Linked DNA regions of Sus scrofa: all the other regions are linked to region 1. A link is a contact called in public HiChIP or PLAC-seq data. All regions are on one chromosome and are shown on one strand. Each heading gives the region's core, a stretch centred on a gene start, on an enhancer-like site or on the middle of the called end of the contact. The rest is flanking DNA. Distances are from core to core; before and after follow the strand shown.

Region 1 (2,799 bases), core at 224-2,723:
GGCTCAGTGGGTTAAGAATCTGACAGTATCCACGAGGATGCATTTGATCCCTGGCCTCGCTCAGTGGGTTAAGGATCTGGTATTGCCCCAAGTTGCAGAATAGGTGGCAGATTTCACTTGGATCTGGCATTGCTGTGGCTGTGGCTATGGCTGGCAGCTACAGCTTTGATTTGACCCCTAAACTGAGAACTTCCATTTGCTTATTATGAATGATTTTATGCCAGTAAATTTGATAGCAGAGGTGGCAGAGTTCTTCAAAAACACAAATTTCTAAAACTGACTCAAGAAGAATTAAATGATCATTATAGCTTTATATGTAATAAAGAAGTTGGGGCTGGTGGAAAAGTCATGAATCCTGATTATGGTGAACATATCCATTCATCAAACCTTATCAACTCTACCCTTAAAATGGGTGAATTTGTTGTATGTAAATTGTACTTCAATAAAGTGGATTTAGAAAAAAGGGAGGGAGACAGCTCAGAGGATTTACTCGATTTACTGAAGACCAAGGGGCCCAAACCAAGGTCCTCTGAGTCCCAGCACACAGCTTTCCCACCAGACCATATCGCCTTGGCATTACCATGGGGAAAATGTAGCCATTAGACTCTTGGAGGTGAGAAAAAGAATCACGTCTTTGCCACTGGTCATCTGTTTCTAATTGTTTCCAAAATTTTAATTTAGTCTGCGTTCTGATCTCTGCTCAGGGCAACACACACATAAACCTGGTGAATGAGCTTGGGCTAAGGTAGACCTGATGGCTGCCTGTAGGAGTGATGTGTGAGAAAGCAGGGAGCATGATCTGAACCTCTCCTTTGCCTGTCATTACTCTGCGCTATACTCCTGTCCTTCCTGCCAGAGCTGGAGCTAGGCCTCTGCTCTCCCAGTTCACGGTCTAGGGCTTTGGCTGCTGCACTGGAAGCGATATCCACTGTGAATTAGTGGTGTTCAGCCCTGTACTCAGAGTTTATATGGATATATGCTTTAGACTGAAATGGACATCTAATTCACTCCACAGCTTCAAGGCAGAAAGACCTGCTGCTGCTTTATCCTTCTCCCATTAACATATATATTAACCAGATTAGCCAGCAGTCAGCACTCAGTCCTGAGAGCCTGGGTCGTTTTTTTCGTGCATTTCACAGTCTCCTGACTGTGCATTTCATTGAGAGCAAGGAAAGCTCAAAATGGAGAAGGAAATGAAGTGAATGTAGGGCACTGGCAAGGACAGGCATGCCAGGATGAGATAGCCTAGGATCTCAGCAACACGGGAGATGCCCAGGCCTCCAAGAGAGTGCGCCCAAAATCAGGGGGAGGAAGAATACCCAAAGCATGCAGTTGCTGACTCTACTGTTTCCCTTAGAGCATGGGACACTGCGGTTTGGTGGAAAGTACGTGACTTTCAAAACCAGGCAAATCCTGGTTTGAGTGCTATTTAGTTTCTGAGTGAACTTGGGCAAATGATTTAACCTCTCTGAACTTCCACTTCCTCACCATGCAATGAAAGTAATAACGTCTTCTTAGTATCGTTAGAAGATTTAAAGGGCCGTGACACACACGAAAAAGCCACATTGCATATTTTGTTCCCCCTTTCTTTTCTTCCATCCCCTCTTCCTAGCTCCCTTGATACATAAAATGATAGAAATAGAAGACGCTCTAAAAGCCTGTAGTGCAGCACTCTCCTCATGTAAATAAGAGAAACAAGAGGCTTGCTGGTGATCTCACTGCTGGCCTTTGGCAATGCTGAGAGCACCTGAATAGTGTGATCTTTCCACCATGCCCCAGGCCGTCTAGCTGAATTGCTAATTCTAAGTCCCAATTTCCAAAATGTATATGTACATGAATTTAAAGGTCTGTATCCAAGGACAGCTCTCTTATATGACATTTTTTACTCAAGAACCCTAAACTAGACCCTTGCCTATTTTAAAACTTCTCTGATGAATGGCTTATAAACCTCTGGTAGACTTATAACCCAAAACATATCTGTCTCCCCACAAGTACCTCTCAGTAAATTCCACTTTCTGGAACAAGGCAGTACCAGGAATTCCCAAGATGGAGCCTCAAACGCCTCAAGGTCCACAGTCACTTGTTCAGAACACCTAGACCTCCTTCAGACTTTGAGAGGAGAGCTCCTCTATTTTGTGAGTCTGAGGGAAAGCTGGACTCTGACAGCTACAACAGAAGGAGGAGGGGTAGATGTTCCCTCCACCCACACCTATGACTAGAACTGAGTGATGTCATATATACTCTGTCAGTCGGATGTTTCCATCATATCATGATCCTTCAGGGAGTGATGCTTTAATTAGGGTTATTGCACCATCAGGGCAGCAATATAGCGTTCGTGGCAGTAGTGTCTAAAGCTGTGTTTCTCAACCTAGTTTTCATTATTGCTCCCTAAGGAGAATTTTCAGACATTTTTTCCTAAATTTCCCCCATTATGTAGTTTTGAGATAACAGATACACAGTATATCTGCTTATACTCTATGTATATCCAGGCTTTATACATAAATAGTAGAATTTATGTATTTTCCCTTTTCAGGGTTGATATTCCTGTTGAGAATGCATGGTCTAGAAGATGTGTCCAGCAGGGGCATCACAACCCCATGTTGCTATGAATCAATAATAGCAGTGTATCTTATTCCTTGGCATCTTTGGTCCCCTACCCATCTTCATCCATCTCTGAGTTACCTGGGATTTTTCCAATAGGGTCCTATCTTGGTTCACATTTACCTGGAAGCATACGCTAAGGCAAGAGTTCAAGTGTAGATAGTTTATTTGGGAGGTGATCCCAGAACACCAGCAGGA
Region 2 (2,799 bases), core at 119-2,618, 500 kb before region 1:
TGAGGATATGGGTTGGATCCCTGGCCTCGCTCAGTGGGTTAAGGAGCCAGTGTTGCCGTGGGCAGTGGTGGAGTTTGCAGACGTGGCTCGGATCTGCTGTGGCTGTGGCTGTGGCGTAGGCTGGCAGCTGTAGGTCTGATTCAGCCCCCAGCCTGGGACCCTCCATAGGCTGCAGGTGTGTGGAACATGTTTACTGATTGGGGGGTGGGAACAATTCAACCCATGACACTCGGTGTATTACTATCCCCTTGATGCCACCTCTAGCAGCCAGGGTTGCCGAGGGAAAGAGGGAGGTACCGTGTTGTATGGCAAAACGTGGGCTTCAGCATCATGCAGATCTGTGTCCAAATCTTCACTTGACCATCTACGAGTTGTGGCCTCAGGAAAGTCACTGGTATTAATTTCTCAAAAATTGGTTAAAACAGCCTTCAAAAATATCATTTATTTTAATTTTTAAAATTTTTTAATTTTTTTCCCTCTCTTTTTGCCTTTTCTAGGGTGGCTCCTGCGGCATATGGGGGTTCCCAGGCCAGGGGTCAAATCAGAGCGGTAGCCACTGGCCTACACCAGAGCCACAGTAACTCGGGATCTGAGCAGCATCTGCGACCTACACCACAGCTCACAGCAATGCTGGATCCTTAACCCACTGAGCAAGGCCAGGGATCGAACTCACAACCTCACGGTTCCTAGTTGGATTCGTTAACCACTGCACCATGAAGGGAACTCCACCTTCAAAAATTTTGAAAGAACTCCTCTAGAAGTAATTTATTTTGGAGTTCCCACTGTGGCTTAACAAGATCAGTGGCCTCTCTGGAGGGCTGGGACACAGGTTCAATACCCGGCCTGGCACAGTGGGCGAAAGGATCTGGTGCTGCATCTCGCGTTGCCACGGCCGTATGAAAAGTGGTCCAGGACCGGGCCGAGAGCAAATCGTTTTGGCTGGGGGATTTTTTTTTTCTTTAAGATTTAGAAATATGCCTGTTGCTGAAATTCACCCTGCATGCAGCTTTGCAAATTGCTTTTGCAGCACAGTGCCTGGGACAGAAGGGAAGCGAGGGGAGGTGGGGGAGATAACAGAGTGGGTGGGGCGGGGGTGGGGAGAGGGTGAGGACGCAAAGGAGGAAGAGAGGGGAGGAGGCAGGAACACCCACCAGAGGCTGAGCCGTGTGCCAAGTGGGGGCCACACAGATGGGGAACCAGGGGCGCCCAGGAGAAGCCCTATATCTGGTGGCCTGGGACGGGCCCTTATCACCAATGGTACAAAATAATAAGGCCACCTTCCTTCTTGTCAGGCTGGCTGTCAGCTTGGATGAGTGCTGCAAGTGCCTCTGTTCCGCATTCTCATTTATGGGAAGAAAGGCTTTTCTCTGAACCCCTGAACTCCACTTGCCCAATGGTAGCAAGAGCAGCAGTGAGTCTTCGAGATGTGCAGCCCCCTTCAGAGGCATTTTCTATCCTCGGGACACAGTCACTCAGCTCCATGTCAGTTCGTTTGCTCACTGGCTTGTAAAGGTCCAGATAAATTATTTTCCCAAGGGCTCTTTTGGCTTCTTCCTGATGTTCCAGCAGAGGAAGTAATGGCTCACGAGTGATGCTGTGTGCCTGTGTCACCCCAATAATAATAAAGAGCCTGGAGTTCCCGTCGTGGCGCAGTGGTTGATGAATCTGACTAGGAACCATGAGGTTGTGGGTTCGATCCCTGCCCTTGCTCAGTAGGTTGACGATCTGGCGTTGCCGTGGGCTGTGGTGTGGCTGTGGTGTGGGTCCCGCGTTGCTGTGGCTCTGGCATAGGCTGTCAGCTACGGCTCCGATTAGACCCCTAGCCTGGGAACTTCCATGTGCTGTGGGAGCGGCCCAAGAAATGGCAAAAAGACAAAAAAATAAATAAATAAATAAAAAATAAAGAGCCCAACCGGAGGGGGTGAGAGGGCGTTTGGGGTTAGTGGATACAAACTCTTATATATAGGATGGATAAATGAGAAGATCCTACCGAATAGCACAGGGAACTAGATTCAGGACCCTGAGATAAACCATAACGGAAAAGAGTATAAAAAAGAATGTATACACGTGTAAATGTCAATCACTTTGCTGTAGAGCAGAAATTAATAAGTTGCTGTAAAATAAATTTTAAAAATAAATAAATACATTAGCAGTCAAACCGAAAGGCCAGAAAGCAGAGGCGCACTCGCTCCACACGATGCTTGCGATTCCAAATGTTTCAAAGGAAACAGGTCGTGGAATCTATGACAAATGAAAACTCTGCTGGCTGCTACCCTTCGCTGGTCTCAAACAGGAGCCCGTGCTTTTTTTTTTTTTTTTTTTTTTTGGTCTTTTTAGGGCCGAACAGAAGCACATGGAAGTTCCCAGGCGAGGGGTCAAATCAGAGCTCCAGCTGCCGGCCTGCACTGCAGCCACAGTCACACTAGATCTAAGCCTCATCTGCAACCTACACCACAGCTCACAGCAACACTGGACCTTTAACCCACTGAGGGAGGCCAGGGATCGAACCCGCGTCCTCATGGATTCTAATCGGGTTTGTTACGGCGGAGTCATGACGGGAACTCCAAGAGCCCATGTTTATTGGGTGATGGTGCTCAGCCATCCTTCCTCAAGCCGACCCCAGCATCTGCCTGTGGAATGTCCTTATCAGCATTCAAAGTCACCACATTCCAAAGCCATCTTTCCAGCACAGGGAGTGTGAAGCGATGCTTCTATATAAGGTCATTTCCAGCTGCCAAAGGGGTGCTTTCGGTGACAAAGCTTCATGTGTCAGACCATCCTCCCCACGCATCAAGGGCT
Region 3 (2,799 bases), core at 183-2,682, 450 kb before region 1:
AGTACGGAAGTGTAAGAATAATTAAATTGTAAATCTTTTACATTTTTTATTTTACATGTAGACATAAAGTTTCAGTGTATGCAGTTTTAAAGAAGGATTTATAAACAGTACCATATGCTTCCTGATGTGGGGTGGGAGGCTGGGTAAAGCTATCTGGCTCCGTTTTAATCTGGTTTTGTCTTGGTCACACCACACCTCAGACCAAGGTTCGCAGCCTTCCGGGTGGCAAGAGGCACAGGCTGGCGGGGTCCCTGGACTTTCTTTCTCCCTGGACAGAACTACCTCCTCCAGCTCACAGAGGACTTGAGAAGAGCTGGGATTCCTTCCTACAGTCTTCCTTCCCCAAGATAAAGACCAAATAATGTTTATCTCTGTGTGTTCACTGTGTCTTGAAACTCCCGAAGGGAAGACCTCGGCCACAGTCTGAAAACCTGAAAATGAATTTTGGATCATTGCATTTTTGCTAAACAGGGTGGAGATCCCAGAGCGATCAAAAAAACAAGATAAGGAACGTGAACAGAAGACAAGGGCATTTTTAAAATATCTGCGGCACCAACACAAAGCCCACACACCTGTGCTCCCTGGATTCAGGCTAAAAAAAATCCTTTCCTACTCCTGAGTTGTCCCCTTCACCCCCACCCCAAAGAAGACTATTACTACACGAGGCAGAAGTTGTGTGGATAGATGACCCGGCAAGGAAAAGTGACTTGTCCACGATGACAGGTCAGCAAGACCAAGAAGACTTGTCTACTCCCACACTTGCCATCTTGGACTTTGCGGTATCGCTTCTTTTGCCGCAGTGTGGCACGGGAACTTCAGCGTGGCATTCCTCTTCTACCAGGGGCTGCCAAGCCGTAGTCGCTGGCCCCGTGTGGCTCCGGCTTGTTCTTTTAAATAAAGTTTTAGTGGAATACAGCCAGGCTCACTGTTTACATACTGTCTGTGGCAGCTTTGCTGACACAGCTACAGGGTTTAGGCATCATGCTGAGACTGTGTAGCTCACAAAGCCGCCTAAAATATTGATTATCAGGCCCTTTACAGAAAAAGTTTGCCAAACATTTTATTCTGGTGTCATGTTTAAATCGAACAGCACCTGTGATACCATTACTCATCTTATAAAAGGAAGTCAAGAGACTTACATACACCTAGAAAGCATCAAAGCCAGAATGTGCAAACAAGGTATTTTTTTGTTTTTGTATTTAGGAGTCCTGTCATTACTTCAAAAAGATATACTATATGACAACTGGTTCTTCCTCCTCGGTGTGTACAATACAGATTGTATTTTATTTAAAAAAATCTACAATTATAGTTGATTTACAATATTCTGTCACCTAAAGATGTATTTTAAAATCCGGTTTCAGTTGCATAAACTGCCCTCATCCCTGCCCGACAGTGACCCCTGCTGGTCGGAGTCAGGCAGGCTGTCCTCAGACAAGCTCGGGCTGCCCCAGCCCTGCACCGGGTCAGGGACTTGGCCTCCATCAACATTCTCTTGTGGTTGTAATGTGTCTGCTTTTGTTTTTCTCATATGTTTAGAAAAACTGCTCCGAAATCCAGACAAACAATGGTAACCTGGGGACAAACTTTTAAAGCATGCAACTACTGCCGTAATCAGATTTTGTTTGGTGTTTTTGTTAAACTGTGCTTTCACCTTAACAACATAATGGGCCAGAGCTGAACGTTTGTTAACTTTCAGACGTTAGCCAAACGGCAGTCATAGCTGCCTTGTTCATTAATGACATGACACTTCTTTATTTTCACTATAAATCTCAAGACCTGTCATGGTTTTGGACTGTGAGTGGAAGTTTTTCTTAAAAGGAGTAATAGTATTTTCCATAAAAATCCCAGTGACAAAACCATATTCTACAGGTTTCAATTAGAAAGAATTTCATTTAGAAAACTCCACTAAATTTCTCTTAAGGGTCAGTGTGATCTAGGTTTTAAATCCTGTGACGGAACGCCCTCTTCCTACACACGTCATCCCACGTCCTTAACCTCCAAGGAGAATAACGCGTCCAGTTGCGCTCCGCCACACTGACGGGCCCTCCCAGTCTGGCAGTTGAGGGCACATGTTAACATTCCCAGCGCTGAAGCCCGGCCGTCTGTTGACAAAAACATTCTTTGGATCAAGGCATGAAAAGCAAATAGCCGGTAGCATGATTTTTGACACAAAGGGCGAAAAGGAAAAAGTATTTACTGACACCCCAAGAACACAGGGACAAAATTCCTGAACCTATACAATTCTTCGTGGCAAGGCTGCAGGGGCCTGTGCAACTGGCTGGAGGGCTTAGACTTTGCAGAGGCACCTACTATAATTACAGCTCGAGATGCCGGTTTTCAACTAAATGGAGACTTCTTTCGGAAGTCAAACGTTCACATTTTAATGGCTGCCTTAGACAAATTTTCCCTGTGCTTCATTCAAAATAAATGTCTCCCAACATCCCTAAATTTATTCCATTCAAAAATCAGAACAAGAACTCATCTGCTTCTGCTGAAGGATAAAGTGGGCAGCTGCATCGCCTGCTGTTGCTAAGGGAGGTAAGAATCGAATACCAGGGGTCTTTGGTCCCTCATCACGGCATCTTCGCACTGACCTTCAATGAGCACTCCATCAACCAGGGAGCATGCACCTTTCGCTGGAGAAAGACATTCTGGGTATGGAGTCGGTCGAGAGTACAGAACGGGTTTAGAATATTCAAAAGAAAAAGATTGAAGATACCGCTAGGAAAAGAAATACTGTAGATAAGGACAAAAAAATCTAGGGTAAACCTATGGTGAAAATAAATAAAATAAAACAAG
Region 4 (2,799 bases), core at 115-2,614, 260 kb before region 1:
CCTCATTTCTTTCACATTTACTAATTGAACTTTACTCAGAGTTCCTGGCGCAGCAGAAATGAATCTGACAAGTATCCATGAGGACACGGGTTTGATCCCTGGCTTCCCTCAGAGGGCTGGGGATCCTGAATTGCCGTGAGCTGTGGTGTAGATTGCAGATGCGGCTTGGACCCCATGTTGCTATGGCTGTGGTGTAGGCTGGCAGCTGCAGCTCGGATTGGACCCCTAGCCTGGGAACTTCCATCTGCTGCTTTTTAGGTGCAGCCCTAAAAAGGACTAGAAAAAAAAAAAAAAAAAAACTAGTCTCCTTTTGATGGATCGGTTGGTCTCAGTATGGACTTGTGGCTATTTATTTTAGTCTATGGGTTACAATGTGATTCTATCATTACATATTTTGTCACTCAAATTACTCTAGCTTTGGCCACTGAGGCACCTCCAAACTGGCTCCTGTGTTCTTCTGACACGACCCCAATCATTTTTCTACACATCCTTTACTTTCTGGCACCACAAGATGTCCTGATCATGTCATACACATTCCCTGCCGCAGGCCTGGAATCAATAGCTTCAGCAAGAGGCCTGGGTTCCTTTAATTAGGAAACTGTATTTAGAACCAATACCTGGGCTCTAGGTGGGCTAACTGCTACTGAGTTGTCGCTGCTTCTAGGCTCTCTGAGCAGACAGAGCCGGGAAACATATGCCTGCGCACATGTCTGTATTTCTTTGTCTGTCCCTCTGTATATTTATTAAAAACCATGAATTCATACTTAAATCTTTAGTTTCAATCCAACACCACAAAGTTTATCCTATTCTTTCCTTTTCTTTATTTGTAACTTTTTTCTCCAAAAGTGAAAAACCTGGCTCTCATTATCCACAATATATTTATGTACTTGTTTAATCCTACTATAAACATAAGTAGTACTATGGACTTCCTCAATTAGAAAAACTCTTGGATATTATTGGGTATAATTCTCTCATTTTATAAATGAGAAACTCCAGGCCCCTGGGGATTAAGTTGCCAAGGGAAAGAAGCAAATTACTAGAAGAGAAGAATTATAAATGTTAGGATTTCAAATTTTAATATTGTGTATATTTCACAGGAGGGTTGAGAAAAGACAGGAAATGTAACACCAGGTAACCGCTAAGAAGAAGCCTTAATTCACTTTTTTTCCTCACTACTGATATACAAGCAAAACCATTCTGGCTAAAAAAGCGAGACATTTTGGTCAGCATGGCTCGTGTATATAATATGGCCAAAGGCCAGAAAAATTAGACATCATACTCATGGGGTGTTAAGACAGCCTCCGGAAAACGGAAGAACCAAGTGTTCCATTACTGAGTCTGATTTCTACAGCCATGGATACGGCCAAGACCTCGGAGGTCATTAAAGGTTACAGCTCTTGTTACACGAGTAGATGTGGAGGCAGGATTTTACTTCTTCTTTCTCTATGAACAACAACAACACTTTGTCTTTTGTGACTATATTTCAGTCACGGGGACTGAAAGTTCTACAAGTGAGATGAACAGGCTATTAAGCCTCCAGGAAAACCACCTATTTGTAAGCCTACAATTTGACGATTATATGTCACATGCTGAAACTTGATCATAAAACCCCTTTAGTGTTGTATGTCCTCTCTGTTATGGAGATTTGAGATCTCTGTTTTAACGATGCCTCGGGATCTTGATTTTAATTTGAGTGACCCAGTGCTAGACTGGAGAAGAGGAAGCGTTTGCCCTCACTGTCGGGATGGCAATAGGCAAGATTTGCCACCTTGGGAAGTGAAACACGGGGCTGCTGCTTCTTTTGCAAGTCAGTATCACGGGTGATCATCAGGGCCAAGGTTCATTAGTGAGACAATGTATGCATGTTGTATACTAAACCTCAAGTCCACACATAGTGTTAATTCTGTAGGAAAATATTTCCAAGCAATCAACTTGGAGCTCAACTCAAAGGTTGGTGACACTCTGTTTAGTCCTTGTGTCTAGAGTAGAACTGCTGAGAACTGTATTTGTTAATTCCTAAATCTTTATTCAGATGCCGAACAGATTTCAACCCTGCCTTGGCTAGAACAAGCCCTAGGAAATGGCAAATGGAGTCACTGCCTTGGGCTTTGATGACTGAAGCACAGCTGTTGAGTAGTAGTCTTCTACGGGAAGAACGTGAGAGCCCAGGTGAAATCAGTTATGCATCTATGGAAATCTCACAAATTACCATCAAAGCAACTACTTTCCCCCTGTTTACACACCTCCACAGCTGCCCTTCTGAACTGCTCTTCCACTTGTACCTGACATATATTTTATCTTTATCTGTACTCAAATATCAAATGGAGATGAGTATACAGAATGACTCCAACCAAGATCACCTTCTGGGGACATGAATTAGTCATCTTCCTTTACCTTGATTCAAGATACTTACAGATATTAAGTTAAGAGATGTGGGGGGTATGCTTTTGTGTGATTTAAAGAACTAGAAATTATTTCTGGGAGTTCCCGTTGTGGCTCGGTGGAAACGAATCCGACTAGTATCCATGAAGATGCGGGTTCGATCCCTGGCCTTCCTCAGTGGGTTAAGGATCCGGTGTTGCTGTGAGCTGCGGTGTAGGTTGCAGAGGCAGCTGGGATCTGGTGTTGCTGTGGCTGCAGTGTAGGCACGTTCAACCCCTAGGCTGGGAACCTTCATATGCCACGGGTACGGCCCTAAAAAAAAAGAAAGAAATTATTTCTGAATTGTTTAATTGAAAAAGAGATTTCTAAAACTGTCATCTCACAAAACACTGAAGGGTTTGTTTCTTAAATAATTGT

The links. HiChIP or PLAC-seq counts read pairs in DNA pulled down with a chosen protein or histone mark.
Region 2: an H3K27ac HiChIP or PLAC-seq map of alveolar macrophages shows a contact between it and region 1. The contact joins two enhancer-like sites. A contact is called at or near these places in 9 of 47 Hi-C or Micro-C datasets (blood, brain, embryonic fibroblasts and 5 more) and 1 of 2 datasets of contacts at active chromatin or transcription factors (alveolar macrophages).
Region 3: a contact with region 1 is called in an H3K27ac HiChIP or PLAC-seq map of alveolar macrophages. The contact joins two enhancer-like sites. A contact is called at or near these places in 3 of 47 Hi-C or Micro-C datasets (embryonic fibroblasts and fetal heart ventricle) and 1 of 2 datasets of contacts at active chromatin or transcription factors (alveolar macrophages).
Region 4: an H3K27ac HiChIP or PLAC-seq map of alveolar macrophages shows a contact between it and region 1. The contact joins two enhancer-like sites. A contact is called at or near these places in 1 of 47 Hi-C or Micro-C datasets (embryonic fibroblasts) and 1 of 2 datasets of contacts at active chromatin or transcription factors (alveolar macrophages).

Annotation. Positions count from the first base shown.
Region 1 is chr7:8,192,310-8,195,108 of Sscrofa11.1, reverse strand. No RefSeq gene overlaps it. Among named protein-coding and RNA genes, the nearest start is that of MIR7136, 58 kb to the right of the region's middle. Within about 2 kb of position 1,473, at least 3 of the 83 cell types and tissues checked have an H3K27ac peak or open chromatin away from gene starts, as enhancers often do. A contact at or near this core is called in alveolar macrophages and retroperitoneal adipose tissue, where this site is marked.
Region 2 is chr7:8,687,925-8,690,723 of Sscrofa11.1, reverse strand. No RefSeq gene overlaps it. Among named protein-coding and RNA genes, the nearest start is that of EDN1, 63 kb to the left of the region's middle. Within about 2 kb of position 1,368, at least 6 of the 83 cell types and tissues checked have an H3K27ac peak or open chromatin away from gene starts, as enhancers often do. A contact at or near this core is called in alveolar macrophages and retroperitoneal adipose tissue, where this site is marked.
Region 3 is chr7:8,644,389-8,647,187 of Sscrofa11.1, reverse strand. The region is part of intron 6 of HIVEP1 (zinc finger protein 40); the gene reads right to left. Among named protein-coding and RNA genes, the nearest start is that of EDN1, 110 kb to the left of the region's middle. Within about 2 kb of position 1,432, at least 7 of the 83 cell types and tissues checked have an H3K27ac peak or open chromatin away from gene starts, as enhancers often do. A contact at or near this core is called in alveolar macrophages, where this site is marked.
Region 4 is chr7:8,454,071-8,456,869 of Sscrofa11.1, reverse strand. The region is part of intron 1 of LOC102166292 (a long non-coding RNA gene); the gene reads left to right. Among named protein-coding and RNA genes, the nearest start is that of HIVEP1, 60 kb to the left of the region's middle. Within about 2 kb of position 1,364, at least 4 of the 83 cell types and tissues checked have an H3K27ac peak or open chromatin away from gene starts, as enhancers often do. A contact at or near this core is called in alveolar macrophages, where this site is marked.